Linked DNA regions of Mus musculus: all the other regions are linked to region 3. Evidence: chromatin contacts called from public Hi-C and promoter capture Hi-C data. All regions are on one chromosome and are shown on one strand. Each heading gives the region's core, a stretch centred on a gene start, on an enhancer-like site or on the middle of the called end of the contact. The rest is flanking DNA. Distances are from core to core; before and after follow the strand shown. Region 1 has its middle 28 kb from the start of Gm39914. Region 2 overlaps Ivd (isovaleryl coenzyme A dehydrogenase). Region 3 holds the start of Chst14 (carbohydrate sulfotransferase 14).

The links. Promoter capture Hi-C pulls out the DNA fragments that hold promoters and counts their contacts. A called contact is a pair of places that touch in the nucleus more often than the background predicts.
Region 1: a Hi-C map of bone marrow-derived macrophages shows a contact between it and region 3, with 81 read pairs. The contact joins the enhancer-like site here to the promoter of Chst14 in region 3. A contact is called at or near these places in 20 of 39 promoter capture datasets (the 3T3-L1 cell line, 3T3-L1-derived adipocytes, the C10 cell line and 12 more), 1 of 15 datasets of contacts at CTCF or cohesin (CD8 T cells), 17 of 484 Hi-C or Micro-C datasets (the 3T3-L1 cell line, CD8 T cells, the G1E-ER4 cell line and 11 more), 12 of 115 datasets of contacts at active chromatin or transcription factors (CD8 T cells, the HPC-7 cell line, acute myeloid leukemia and 6 more) and 3 of 9 other capture datasets (adipose tissue, liver and pancreatic islet).
Region 2: a promoter capture Hi-C map of fetal liver shows a contact between it and region 3, with 3 times the contacts expected there. The contact joins the enhancer-like site here to the promoter of Chst14 in region 3. A contact is called at or near these places in 4 of 39 promoter capture datasets (the 3T3-L1 cell line, embryonic stem cells and fetal liver), 2 of 484 Hi-C or Micro-C datasets (CD8 T cells and embryonic stem cells), 3 of 115 datasets of contacts at active chromatin or transcription factors (embryonic stem cells and pancreatic cancer cells) and 3 of 9 other capture datasets (adipose tissue, liver and pancreatic islet).

What each region holds. Positions count from the first base shown.
Region 1 is chr2:118,958,317-118,962,140 of GRCm38.p6, forward strand. No RefSeq gene overlaps it. Among named protein-coding and RNA genes, the nearest start is that of Gm39914, 28 kb to the right of the region's middle. Within about 2 kb of position 1,510, at least 28 of the 459 cell types and tissues checked have an H3K27ac peak or open chromatin away from gene starts, as enhancers often do. A contact at or near this core is called in the G1E-ER4 cell line, the HL-1 cell line, acute myeloid leukemia and 3 more, where this site is marked.
Region 2 is chr2:118,881,476-118,885,598 of GRCm38.p6, forward strand. It overlaps Ivd (isovaleryl coenzyme A dehydrogenase), which reads left to right. Exons shown (of 12, transcript NM_019826.4): 12 at 1-1,434. Among named protein-coding and RNA genes, the nearest start is that of Gm32798, 4.2 kb to the right of the region's middle. Within about 2 kb of position 2,001, at least 150 of the 459 cell types and tissues checked have an H3K27ac peak or open chromatin away from gene starts, as enhancers often do. A contact at or near this core is called in adipose tissue, fetal liver and pancreatic cancer cells, where this site is marked.
Region 3 is chr2:118,924,040-118,928,084 of GRCm38.p6, forward strand. It overlaps Chst14 (carbohydrate sulfotransferase 14), which reads left to right and starts at 2,458. Exons shown (of 1, transcript NM_028117.3): 1 at 2,458-4,045. The coding sequence starts at 2,613. The coding sequence ends at 3,743. Bahd1 (bromo adjacent homology domain containing 1) reads left to right here. Exons shown (of 7, transcript NM_001045523.1): 7 at 1-485.

The DNA.
Region 1 (3,824 bases), core at 260-2,759, 33 kb after region 3:
AGCTTTGTGACAAAGGCTAGAACAAATTCAAATGCCACTGTGAGAGAGTTCAGCCTCTTCCTGGGGGAGGTGAAGCTGAGAGGGGGAAAAAGAGGGGGGATCTGATTTGGAATGGTAAACCAAAATACCAAAAACACCCAGGTTGCTTCTGTTCCCTTATGTAATCCATGCGCAAAATAAGCCTGCACACTATTTTACTGGCCGAAGTCCTGAAGACAATTTAGGAACCACTAGAAAAGGCCAGACAGGACAACTGTAATTAAAACAGGCTAGTGACTGGTTAGGACTATTAGACCAGTCACTTGGGCTTCACAGCTTGTAAGCAAGTAAATGAAAAAGAGTCAAGCTTTCTACTGAGTTCTACCTTTGTGTAGCCAAGTAGAAGATGAAGCATATCACCCCAACCAATAAAGAAAATAGAAATGATGGAGCTGAGGGTGTAGCCCAGTGGTAGAGCATGCACGAGGCCCTGAGGCCAATCACCAGCACAGCTAAAAGAGAAGAGAGAAAAGAAAGAGGGACAGAAATGGATGGGGTGAGTGGAGCTGAACCCTAAGCCCTGGCAGCTACTGATCTCATCCAGCCTGAAGCAGGGGCAGTCCACATCCCCGCCTGTGGACTTATGGGCCACCAACTTGCAGGAAAGATTTAGAACAGACCATCCCAGGGAGCTGGGGAGATATGAAAAGCCAAACCCTCAAACCCTGTAAGAAATGGGAAACATTTATGTATTACTACACGCCAGGGATGGTCCTGGCCTATTGTGTGTAATCTCTCTTCATCTTCATTTAAAACTCTCCAAGTGCTGGGCAGTGGTGGCGCACACCTTTAATCCTAGCACTTGGGAGGCAGAGGCAGGCAGATTTCTGAGTTCGAGGCCAAGCAAATGCAGTCATCACAACTATTTTATAGACAAGGAAAGTGAAGCCCACAGCGGTTTAGTAACTCCTGCCCAAGGCCGCAAAGCTAGCAAACGGATGAGCTGGGATTTAAACCCTGGCCATTTGGCTCCAGGACCTTCTCTCTTAAACACTGGATTGATTATACTGTCTTTTTTATAAAAAAAGCCATAGGAGGCCATCAAGATGGCTCAGTGGGTGAAGGCATTTGCTGTCAAACCCAAAGGATCCTGATCTACAGAATCTTAGTCCTAGTCCGGCAACCCACGTGGTGGGACTGACTGGGAAAATAATGAGTGTCCTAAAATAATGTTAAATGTGTGCATTGTCTCAAGATGTTAACACATAATTGTCTTCACAAAGACGCTGGAGGTGGTGTGTGTGTGTGTGTGTGTGTGTATGTGGTTAGCTAGCAACAAGGAGAGCCCAGGACCATCAGCTCCCGAGGCTCTTCCCTAACAAAGCAGCCAAGGCAGAGAGCAGGAAGAACTACACCCCCACCCCCACCCCCACCCCTTGCTTGCTCTCTCCCTCTCCCTACTTCTCAGACACAGGCAGGAGCCAAAGCCAACACGTGGGTTTTGCCTCTGCTGTGTGTTCCCTTTTTTCTTCCCCATTGGTCTTTCACTCTGACCCTTAGGCCCAGGCAGTTTCTGGAAACATCCTCTATCTCTGGGGATAAATACTCCTTTGCCTTTTTTTTGCCCCCTGACCTTATCTTCAGTTCCTTAGCTAGGGGGTTTTCCCTCTGCAACCCCTGTGGGGGAATTTTGTGGTTGTAATTTGTATTGTCCCATTCTCAGGTCAGGTGGTCCTGACTCTGCTCCAGGGTTAGCCCCTTGCCTGGTTAGTTTGCTGTCTTCCCTAGGTAAAGAACGGCTCTCCCAGCAGAGTCCAGGTCATCTGTTCCATCCCACACATGGCCGGTCTGCTTTGTTGGTCTGCACTCCCTGTTCTCCTCCGGAGATATGCAAACCCTGGTATCTTCCTAACCCCAGTTATACTGTGGTGTCCTTGACAAATAGAAGTTTGTATAGCAGGGTAGGGGTGCACGACCGTGGCCTTGGCAGTTTGGAGGCAGAGGCAAGAAAGATGATCAGGATTTGGAAGCCAGCTTGCTACAAATCGAGATACTGCCGCATAAAAGCATGTGCTCACGTGTATATGTATGTGTAGCGTGGCATGATAATAATATACGTTATTACCACAATCAAACTAATTAACATATTTACCATTCTCATATACCTTGTGTGTGCGGTAAGAACACAAGATCTACTTTCAAATGTAGAATGTGTAGAATGTATGGACATTATCCTTGTTATTAGTGGCAGTTACCATGCTGTATGCCAGAGCCTGGGGTCTTTCGTAAGTTGAAGGAGGAGCTCACAAGTGGGGTGATGCAATCACCAGATGTCTGAGCATAGATAACAGGCACCAACTAACACTCAGGTCAGAATACCCTCTCTGACAGCCACATGCTGTAGGAAGCAGAACATTTTAAGTATGTCCAAGGTGAAGATTTACTTTTGTCTTGTTTTAAGACAAGGTCTCATTATGTAGTTTTGGCTGCCCTAGAACTTGATATGTAGATCAGGTTGGCCTCAAATTCACAGAGATCCACCTGCCTCTCCCTTTGAGCTGGGATTAAAGTTGCTTTTAAGGAAACACCAATGATCTTGCTCTTGTTGAAGCATCTCTGCTGATTGTGATATACTTACCCTTAATAGCACCCAGGAAATAGAGGTCGGTGGATCTCTGTAAGTTTGGGGCCCTGGCCTGACCTACTCACTCTGTAGAGTGAGTTCTAAGATAACCAGGGCTACACGGAGAAACACTGTCTGAAAAAAACAAACAAACAAACAAGAAAAAAGATATTCCTTACCCTTCCAACATTTGTATCAGCTTACTAGGATCTGATTTTTATCTGAGTGTGTGGGTGGGTGGGTGTGAGTGTTTTGTTTGTTTGTTTGTTTGTTTGTTTGTTTCATTTAGCCCAGGCTGCCCTCCAATTGTAGCCTCCTGCCTCCATAAATACGAACACCAGTATAGTATTCTGTGGTGCTAGGGATCAACCCAGGATGTCACAGATGGAGCCAAGAACTTCAGGCATGCTACGTAAGTGCTCTACCAAGCTACAGCCCAGGCCCCAGAATGAAGGTTTTAGATGTCAAAAGTTAGGGTTAAATTTGAGCATATGTACACAGATCAGAAGAAAAAAAAATGTGTTGGTTTCTGTTGCATGCCAAGTGAATGACATCTGGGTCTCCAAATGGGTCAAAATGTCTGAGGTTAGAGATCTATTAAGACTAACAACATAGCCTGCTCTGGCAAAGGATGTCAAAGCCATGACATTAGTGTGTGTTCCAGTCCCCCAAGCCACCTCCCTCCCTTATAGTTCTTAGGTTGAGCATCACATGCCTGTGCCTCCAGAGCAGACTCTGCCTCTTGGCTTTCTGGTGGCCTCAGCACAGTTTGAAGTGTCACAGGCAGTGTTAGGAGCCCCGGGTGCTGATGCATGCTGTGAGTCACAAGGTCTGATGCAAGCATCCATCATGGTGATTAGTCTCCTTTCCTACCACTTCCTCCTAGTAGATCAGCAGGCTAAAACAAGCCCCAGATCAGTAATTGTCTCCCAAACCATCTGCACACACAGATCATGCTGCTTAGGTTTATAGGTGCATACCCAAAATGAAGAGCATTTGTCTTGTTGCCTCCTTGATATATGCGGCAGTCCTTCCAGAATCGGAGCTCAGAGGGTTTTTCTGGGAGGGGCACCAATTCTGCCTTAGTATGTGGGTTTTCATTGACAAACGATAGCTTTCCTTCCATTGAAATATGACACTTGCTTCAGTGAATTATAATGCGGAGGCTTTAACATCTCAGTCGCATGCTCTAATAACCAAGTTTCTAAAAGGAGTTGCTTAC
Region 2 (4,123 bases), core at 751-3,250, 43 kb before region 3:
AGGCCAGAATAGGAAGTCTCAGACCCAGATCTCCTGGTGACTTTTCTTCTTGTTGTGTGTGAAATTGTACCTAGGCTGTGCTAGGCAGGCACTGCACCACTGAGTCAGCTCCTTGCCCTACCAACTTCTCCATGGTTTTATTTTAGTCTCCCTGTAGCCGAGACTAGCTTTGAACTAAGACCCTGAACAGTAGATCTGCCCCTATCTCTTGAGTGCTGGGATTACAGGCAACACCCTGTGCTTTTTCTTAAAGGAAAGGGGGAGAAAATGGGGGGGGGGTGTCAAGTGTGGGAAGACAGGAGGAGAGTCTTAAGTTTCTGGAGGATTTTGAGAGTTTTTTTTTTGGGGGGGGGTTGCTTTTGATTCAGAGTCTAACTGTAACTCAGAATCCTCCTGCCTCTGCCTCCTGACTGCCAAAATTATATACATGAACCACCACAGCTGGCATATCTGAGTTTTGTTTCATTTGTCTAGCTATATAGCCCAGGCTGGCCTTGGACTCAAAGATCCTCCTCTGCCTCCCTAGTTCTGAGATTAAAGGCACGTGCAACCACCACACCCAGCTCAAACTCTGCAAGGTTGTTTTGTTCTTTTAATACTTGACTTTTTCAAGGTCAGAATTGGAGCTAGGATCCTAATGGGCTAGCAACAGGGACATCCCAACCTTGGGCCTCCCAACCTTGGGCCGTCACAAATAGCGCCCAGGCCGTGGATTACCACATTCATGTGAGTTCCCAAAAATAAAGACTGTTTTTCCTGGCTCCCAGCCCAACAGTCTTAGCCTAGGTGGAGTGCTGAGGTCTGAGACAGGTGGAGTCAGCACCTTAGCAACCCCACACCCGTCCCATCTTAAGAGGGGGTTCATGAATGCAGTAGATACACTGACCAGCTGAGGAAGATCCCTGGAACAACCCACAGAAGATGATCAAAATGAGGCAGAGGACCTGCACGCCTGCAAGATTGTCACCAAGCCAGACAACCTGGGTTGGAGTCCAAGAACCCATATGGGGGATGGAGAGTTGCCCTCTGACCTCCATAAGTTATCAGAAGGCAACATGTCACCCAGTCATGCCATAGGAACCCTACCAACGAGAGTGTGCCCCAGAAGTTCACCTGTTAAAAACCTCAGTCCCAGCCATTTGTTAATGGTTTAGGTAGTAATGACTTTAGTGGCTTTATAAAAGGGAATCTTAAACTAGTGTGCCTGCTCTGTCGTGTCAGGTCTCCTACCATGTTATCAGGCAAGAGAAGAACACTGGAGTTGGGAGCGCCATGCTTTTGATAGTCAGCCTCTGGAACCATGAGCTATAATTACCCAATCTGTTTGTATCCAGCTATAGCAACTGAAAGGAAGAATGTGATTGTTTTTCTGAATTTTTTTTTAATGTGACACACAAGAAATGTTTTTAAATAAAAGACAAAATAAAAACTATGTCTGAAAAGTGGATGGGAATAGTGGGGGTGGGACGCTGCTAATGAGAAGTGTTAAGTGTAGCCAGGTCTTGTGCCTTATCAGAATCTAGTGACAAACACCTGGGCTCCCTAGGGAGTGACACTGGGCTAAGGCAGCTATATGGGGGTTTTTGTTTGGTTGAGTTGGTTTGGTTTTGGTTCCCAACCCCCACCCACCCCGCTGATAATCCAACTTGGGCCTGGAGAGAGTTTCTCCCCAGGGACCAGAGTCTTAGCCCCACATCCCAGTGGTAGTCCCTTGTAATATTGCTTCACTTCACACATCCACTCCTTCCCTGACCTTTGCAACCAACTGAGTGCTCAAGGCAAGATTGCTTAAGGATGCAAAGCCCTGCTGGGTGAGTTGCTCAAACCTAGGAACGACGGGTGAGCCAGCCACGCTCTGACGCCCGGGAGGCTGGGTGGGGCCCGAGCCGGAGTAAAGCAACAGCACACAGAGTGGAGAGAGCGTCTAGCACACAGCGTGCCCTGGTGGGGGCTGGAATCCGCATGGCCATCGGTTATCTGCTTATGGCGGATCTAAAGTGCTCTCACTTCTTAAGACTCCTGCCTTAAAGCTCTGCGGGCGGCCGATTGCAGCGAGGACTCCCGGGACCCGCTCAGTCAGCGCTGCGTGGAGCTCGCCTGACCCCTACCGGCCATCCGCGGACTCGCAGGCGCGGTGACTTTCTGGACGCTCCAGTTTCCCACTCGTGCTCTGGATGCACGGTTTCCAAGACTGAAATTTCCCCAGAATTTGTATTTTACTAAATGAGAACATTGAAAGATCACTATCCACTATCACCACCATCTCATACAAGAAGGCCAAACAAAAACAGGGAGACCATAAACAGCAAAGATGAGTGTGGTATTCTTTTAAAAATTATGGTCAGAGTTTAAAAAACTGTAATTTTTTTTCCAAAACTTATTTTATGTGTATGAGTATTTTTCTTGCGTGTGTATATGTGTTCTGCTTGTTAGTCTGATACCCGCAGAGACCAGAAGAGGAGCTGGATTCCCTAGAACGATGTTATGAGTTGCCTTGTGGGCAGCGGGGAAACCCATTCAAGGGCCTCTCAATGAACAAATGCCCCTAACCCGGGGGAGCCGTCTCCCCACCCTCCAAAACAATGTAAGTTTTTAAAAGTTTATTGAAGAGGAAAGCCTGTCCCCTCCTTCCCCCTGTACCATTCCCCCAGGACAAAACTTCTTTTGAATCTGTAAGGAGTTCCTTTTTGGCTATTCATGCTTCTAAGTGCTCTATTGATTGATTGGTTCGATTGTAGGTCCTCCTAAGGATACTGTTTTAATGTGCATAATTGTCATTTATGACAATCTTGTTATATGCTCATATTTTTTTCACTATCCAACAGGCATTTAGACAAGCCCCCAGATAGATGGGGGGTGTGGGGGGGGACAGGGCAGGAGCACATACCAGCCTCTTCTTCTGCCTATATTCCACTCCACAGTGGAGGAACTCAGAGCCACACTATGCAAGGTGGGGGCTCTCCCCTACTGTGCTCTACCTACTTCCTCTAACCAAGAGCCATTCAGAATTCGACTTCTCCACACCAATCCAACTTGCCTCCCTTCTTCCAGTCCAGGTCGCTGAACTGCACCTCCACCCTGAGCCAGAGAGAACAATGGAGCCTCCTCTGATGGAGCCAACCATGCATCCCAGCACATTTAAGGTCAATACAAAGGTTACACTGGGCATAGTAGGCATCTTGTATACCCAAGCACTCAGGAGCCTGAAGGAAAGGATTACAGTGACGTTGAGGCCAGCCTGAGCTATATATCCAGTTCAAGGCAAGCCTGGGCTACCTAAGTAAAAGGACTGGGAAAGTGCCCCCCAAATAAAGACCTAACATCTCAGTAGAGCTCCTTTGTCCCAGATGCTTTGGAGACTGAAGCAGGAGGATCACTTGGGGCCAGGAACTTGAGGCTACCTGAGCAACACACTAGACCCAGTGTTAATAAGGAAGCATGGTGCTGCGTGCCTTTAACCTCAGCACTTGGGAAGCAAGGTAGGCAGGTCTCTGTGAATTCGAAGGCTAGCTTAGTCTAGAGAGAGCTCCAGGTCACACAGGGCTCTGGAGACCTTGTCTTGGGGGAGGGGGACCTAAGGATTAGCAAAGCAAACACAATTTGGGTCTATCTTGACTCTTTCTGCAACTCCCCTCTCCGCTGCTGAGCACAGCAGCTGTGGTTGTACGCAGTCTTCCCTGCCTTACTCTGGCCTGGGCCTTTGCCCCAGCTGGTTTCTCCATCCAGGAAGTCCTTCCAGCTCTGTGCTGTGCCCTCCCCTAAAGCCTCACTGCAGGCTCCCTCCAGAAGAACTCTCCAGCCTTTCTTCTCCTCTCTCCCCACCTCACCCACAGCCCACTCCCCTTCCTCCCACCTTGGCACATGAACATCCAAGGGCGCACGACACGTTCAAGGGCAAGGTGGGCATTCTCTTCTTCATGCCTGCCACCTGTTTCCTCCAACAAGGGACAGCTCCAGGCCACAGCTTCTGCTGTTCTAGAATTCTAGAACTGCTCGGCAGTTCGAGTACGCCTGCCCACTCTCAGGGAGAGAGGCTAGCCTCATTTCTCCCAAGTATTTCTTGGATGCTGGTTGCTGTTAGATTAACTAGAGCACTCAGCCGGAGGCAGCCCCCCATCCTGCA
Region 3 (4,045 bases), core at 1,208-3,707:
ATCCCAAACCCAAAGGGAAGACTTCACATGGAATAAGCTCTTTGGAGGAAGTCATCAGTTTGAAAGAGCAAGGCATAAGAAACAAGTTGTCAAGAGTGGAGATGGACCCCTTTGGAGCCTGCTCGTTCTAGGGTGCTACCAAGGAGCCCAGCCTCACCCACAGGAGAGGAGATCAGGCCCTCCTAGGAGGCAGGGGGGCTGCTGCCCAGATGTTAAATGCTTTTGGAATCTCTTTAGATGTGGAAATATTTTTTCGAACATGAAAATGCAGCTGGTAGAATTTCAATGGAAGTATAATCCATGTAAAATATATTTTAGTTGATATTTTGTAAAATGCACTTTTTGTGTGTGTCGATCCTGGTTTCCCAGATCTGTATTTCAGTGTTTACAAGGGAGGGGGTACCTTTCCTAACCTCCCTTTTGACAGAGATTAGAAGTACTTCTTTAAGAAAAATAAATAAATTTGAGAAATTGTATTGATTTAGAAAAGAGTTATTTTCTGTGTGTTTTGTTTTGAGTTTGGCTTTGTGCTTCTATTTTGGGGATTTGGTTTGGATTTTAGTGTGTAAATATGGAGGGGCTCACTGGTCTTGTGTCAGGAGTCCTGGTTAATTACTCCTTGCAGCAGAAGTGCTTATTAAGGCTGATGAAGGTGCAAAGCCAGAAAAAAAGCAAGTGAAAAGAGACAGGAAATGGGAGCTTGAAGTTAACATCAAGGTAGCCACAGCTGCCTTCTGGGTTTGTGAAATTCTTGGGTTGCCAGCACTAGCTTGGCCAGTGTGCTAAGTGGAAGGCAGTTAATCTAGATGCATGAAGACAACTCTATCGTAACCTTGGGGCTGGGTAGAAACTTCTTAGTTTCTTGTAGCTGGCACTCCGTTTGTGGTGTGGGATAGGACTGCATCAGTTTCAGGATTTGACTGGTGGACTAACATTGACCTCTTTAGAGCCCTCTCATTCTGGGATGCTGAGGTCCCCCCCACCTGCTAGCTAAGTCCAAATCTATGGTGGAAGAAAAGTGGTGATGAGATCAGAGCTTTCATCCCCATGACATGGGTAGGCTATCCCATGGTATGGACAGCCATCAGTGTGCTGCCCACGAGAGTTCTAAGAGGTGTCACTTTACAGACAAATGGAGCAGGCAATCCCACCACCAGAAATCTATACACTGCCTAGAAAGGGACAGCAGTGTAGTGAAGGGTCAGAAGTGGCCTGAGATGCACCCAGCATCCAACTTTAAAGCCACTGAACCTCCCAGTTCAGACATTTACCCCATGTTTTCTGTGTGGCTCTCTGAACAACAACAACACACACACACACACACACACACACACACACGTCACTTTATCCCTCAGACCCCCTCATCTGCCTAATCAGCTTCATAGTCTCACCATTCCCACCCAGTCCTTTCATCATCCTCTGGGCATAACCTGTACCAAAGTCAATTCTTCGTCCTCCCATCTAATGTGCTGTCATGACTAGGAATTGGGTCTGAAAGTCAGCCTTGGCTAGCCAGTGAAACCCATACCTAAACAACAACAACAACAAAACCTTCAGTCACAGCTACCCCAGAGTCCATACAATGTGAACAGCCACAGAATCTACTGTCAAGTGGCTGATGACTATAGGAAATAGTTAAAAACAAACAACAACAACAACAACAAAAAAACGTGATTTGTTCCCCAGTTCTGTTGTCTTAAGCCTTGTTGGGGCCCCACACGAAGTCAAGCTGTAGTGCTTAGGGACTAGTTGTATGCTGCTGTTCAAAGTACTCTGACCAATCTGTTGCCACTGGGTACATCTTGGCTCCAAGCAAAGAGGCCTTTCTGTGGTTGCTGCGTTGTACTTGTAGGTTGTCCTGAAGTATATATTGGCCATACGTGGTCCCGAGGTACTTGTCCATAGCCTCCGACCAGAGTGTCCCAGTTAGCCTACTGCTTCAGACTTGGCAGGGGAGATTCCTTTTACAGACAGATCAGCATTGCTCAGTAGATAAGCACTAGTCCCTAGGAATTACTAAAGCAAAATGTCACCATGGAGACATTAGCCAGAGCTTGACAGAGTGGCCCTGCCCTGGGCTGGGACTGGTACAAGCGGCTAAGGACCATGCTTCCGGTCAGGACAGATCTCCTTTATGTCTAGACCGACTGAGTGGTGGGTTGTCCTGCATTCAGGTCACAGCTGGAGGGACAGCGGTTCCAGAGCAGTTTAAAGCAGGATGGAGGGTGCAAATCTTAAATGGAGCACCAAGAGGACACGTGTTAAAGAGACACGGGATCTCAGTAGCTCCTGCTTTCCAGGTCTCATTTTGTCTGGAGTGGCCCAGGCTCATGAGTTCTCTCCCGGGCTAGGGTCCGCCTGCGGCCTCCCGCAACTAGCTCCTAGGACTCGGGCACCCGCCCCTCTCCCCGCCCCACAACGTGGGCCCGCCCTCGCGCCTGTATCAGGGAGGGGCGGGGAGAGAAGAGCGGCCGGGCGGGACATCCGGCCCTGGTCCCTGCCTGCACCCCGGGAGCTGGCCACCCACTATCCCTCCCCTCCCGAGACCTCCAGCCCCTGCTGCAGTCACCTCCCCTGCAGCCTCGAGGTCGGCGAGGTCTGGCCGCAGCACCATGTTTCCCCGCCCTCTGACCCCACTGGCTGCCCCGAAAAGCGCGGAGACCCTGGGCCGCACGCCAAGGCGGGCCCCATTGGGCCGGGCCCGGGCTGGGCTCGGGGGGCCGCCCCTGCTGCTGCCGTCCATGCTGATGTTCGCTGTAATCGTGGCCTCCAGCGGACTGCTGCTCATGATCGAGCGAGGCATCCTATCGGAGATGAAACCCCTTCCCCTGCACCCTCCCAGCCACAAAGGCGCGGCCTGGAGCGGGACAGATCCTAAGCCTAGAGGCCTATCCTTGGATGCTGGGGACTCGGACTTGCAAGTGAGGGAGGACATCCGAAACCGGACCTTGAGGGCCGTGTGCGGACAACCAGGCATGCCCCGGGACCCCTGGGACTTGCCGGTGGGACAGCGGCGCACCCTGCTGCGCCACATTCTCGTAAGTGACCGCTACCGCTTCCTCTACTGCTATGTCCCCAAAGTGGCCTGCTCTAACTGGAAACGTGTGCTGAAGGTGCTGGCTGGCATCCTGAACAACGTGGATGTCCGCCTCAAGATGGACCACCGCAGTGACTTGGTGTTTCTGGCAGACCTGCGGCCTGAGGAGATTCGCTACCGTCTGCAGCACTACTTCAAGTTCCTGTTTGTGCGAGACCCCTTGGAACGCCTCCTGTCTGCTTACCGTAACAAGTTTGGAGAGATCCGAGAGTACCAGCAGCGATATGGGGCCGAAATTGTCAGGCGCTACAGGGCTGGAGCTGGCCCCAGCCCTGCAGGGGACGATGTCACCTTCCCAGAGTTCCTGAGATACCTGGTGGATGAGGATCCTGAACATATGAATGAGCATTGGATGCCTGTGTACCACCTGTGCCAACCATGTGCTGTGCACTACGACTTCGTGGGTTCCTATGAGAGGCTGGAGGCTGATGCCAACCAGGTGCTGGAGTGGGTGCGGGCCCCACCCCATGTCCGGTTCCCAGCTCGCCAGGCCTGGTACCGGCCAGCCAGCCCAGAAAGTCTGCATTACCACTTGTGCAATGTTCCACGGGCCCTGCTTCAAGATGTGCTACCTAAGTATATCCTGGACTTCTCCCTCTTTGCTTACCCACTGCCCAATGTCACCAAGGAAGCCTGTCACCAATGACAGTAGGCCAGCACCTTTTGGAGTTTGGGTTTAATGATATCAGCTTTGGGATGTCTTTCAGAGAAACTCCTGGCTCTGGGTGGCTTCCTGGTTTCTCTAGGTGTCTCCATATCTCAGTGGTAAGGACTGTCCTTGGAGGTCCTTGTCCACAGTGGCTCAGAGGACAGAGCTAGAAAGGAGGCCTGCTGCTTTCACTGGTGAACTGCCTCTCTTAGGGGCCTGTGGTATCCGTGTCTGCAGGGCACCAGTGGTTATTAAAGCCATATGTTTGATCGAAAGACTGACTTCAGCCCCCTGGCTGC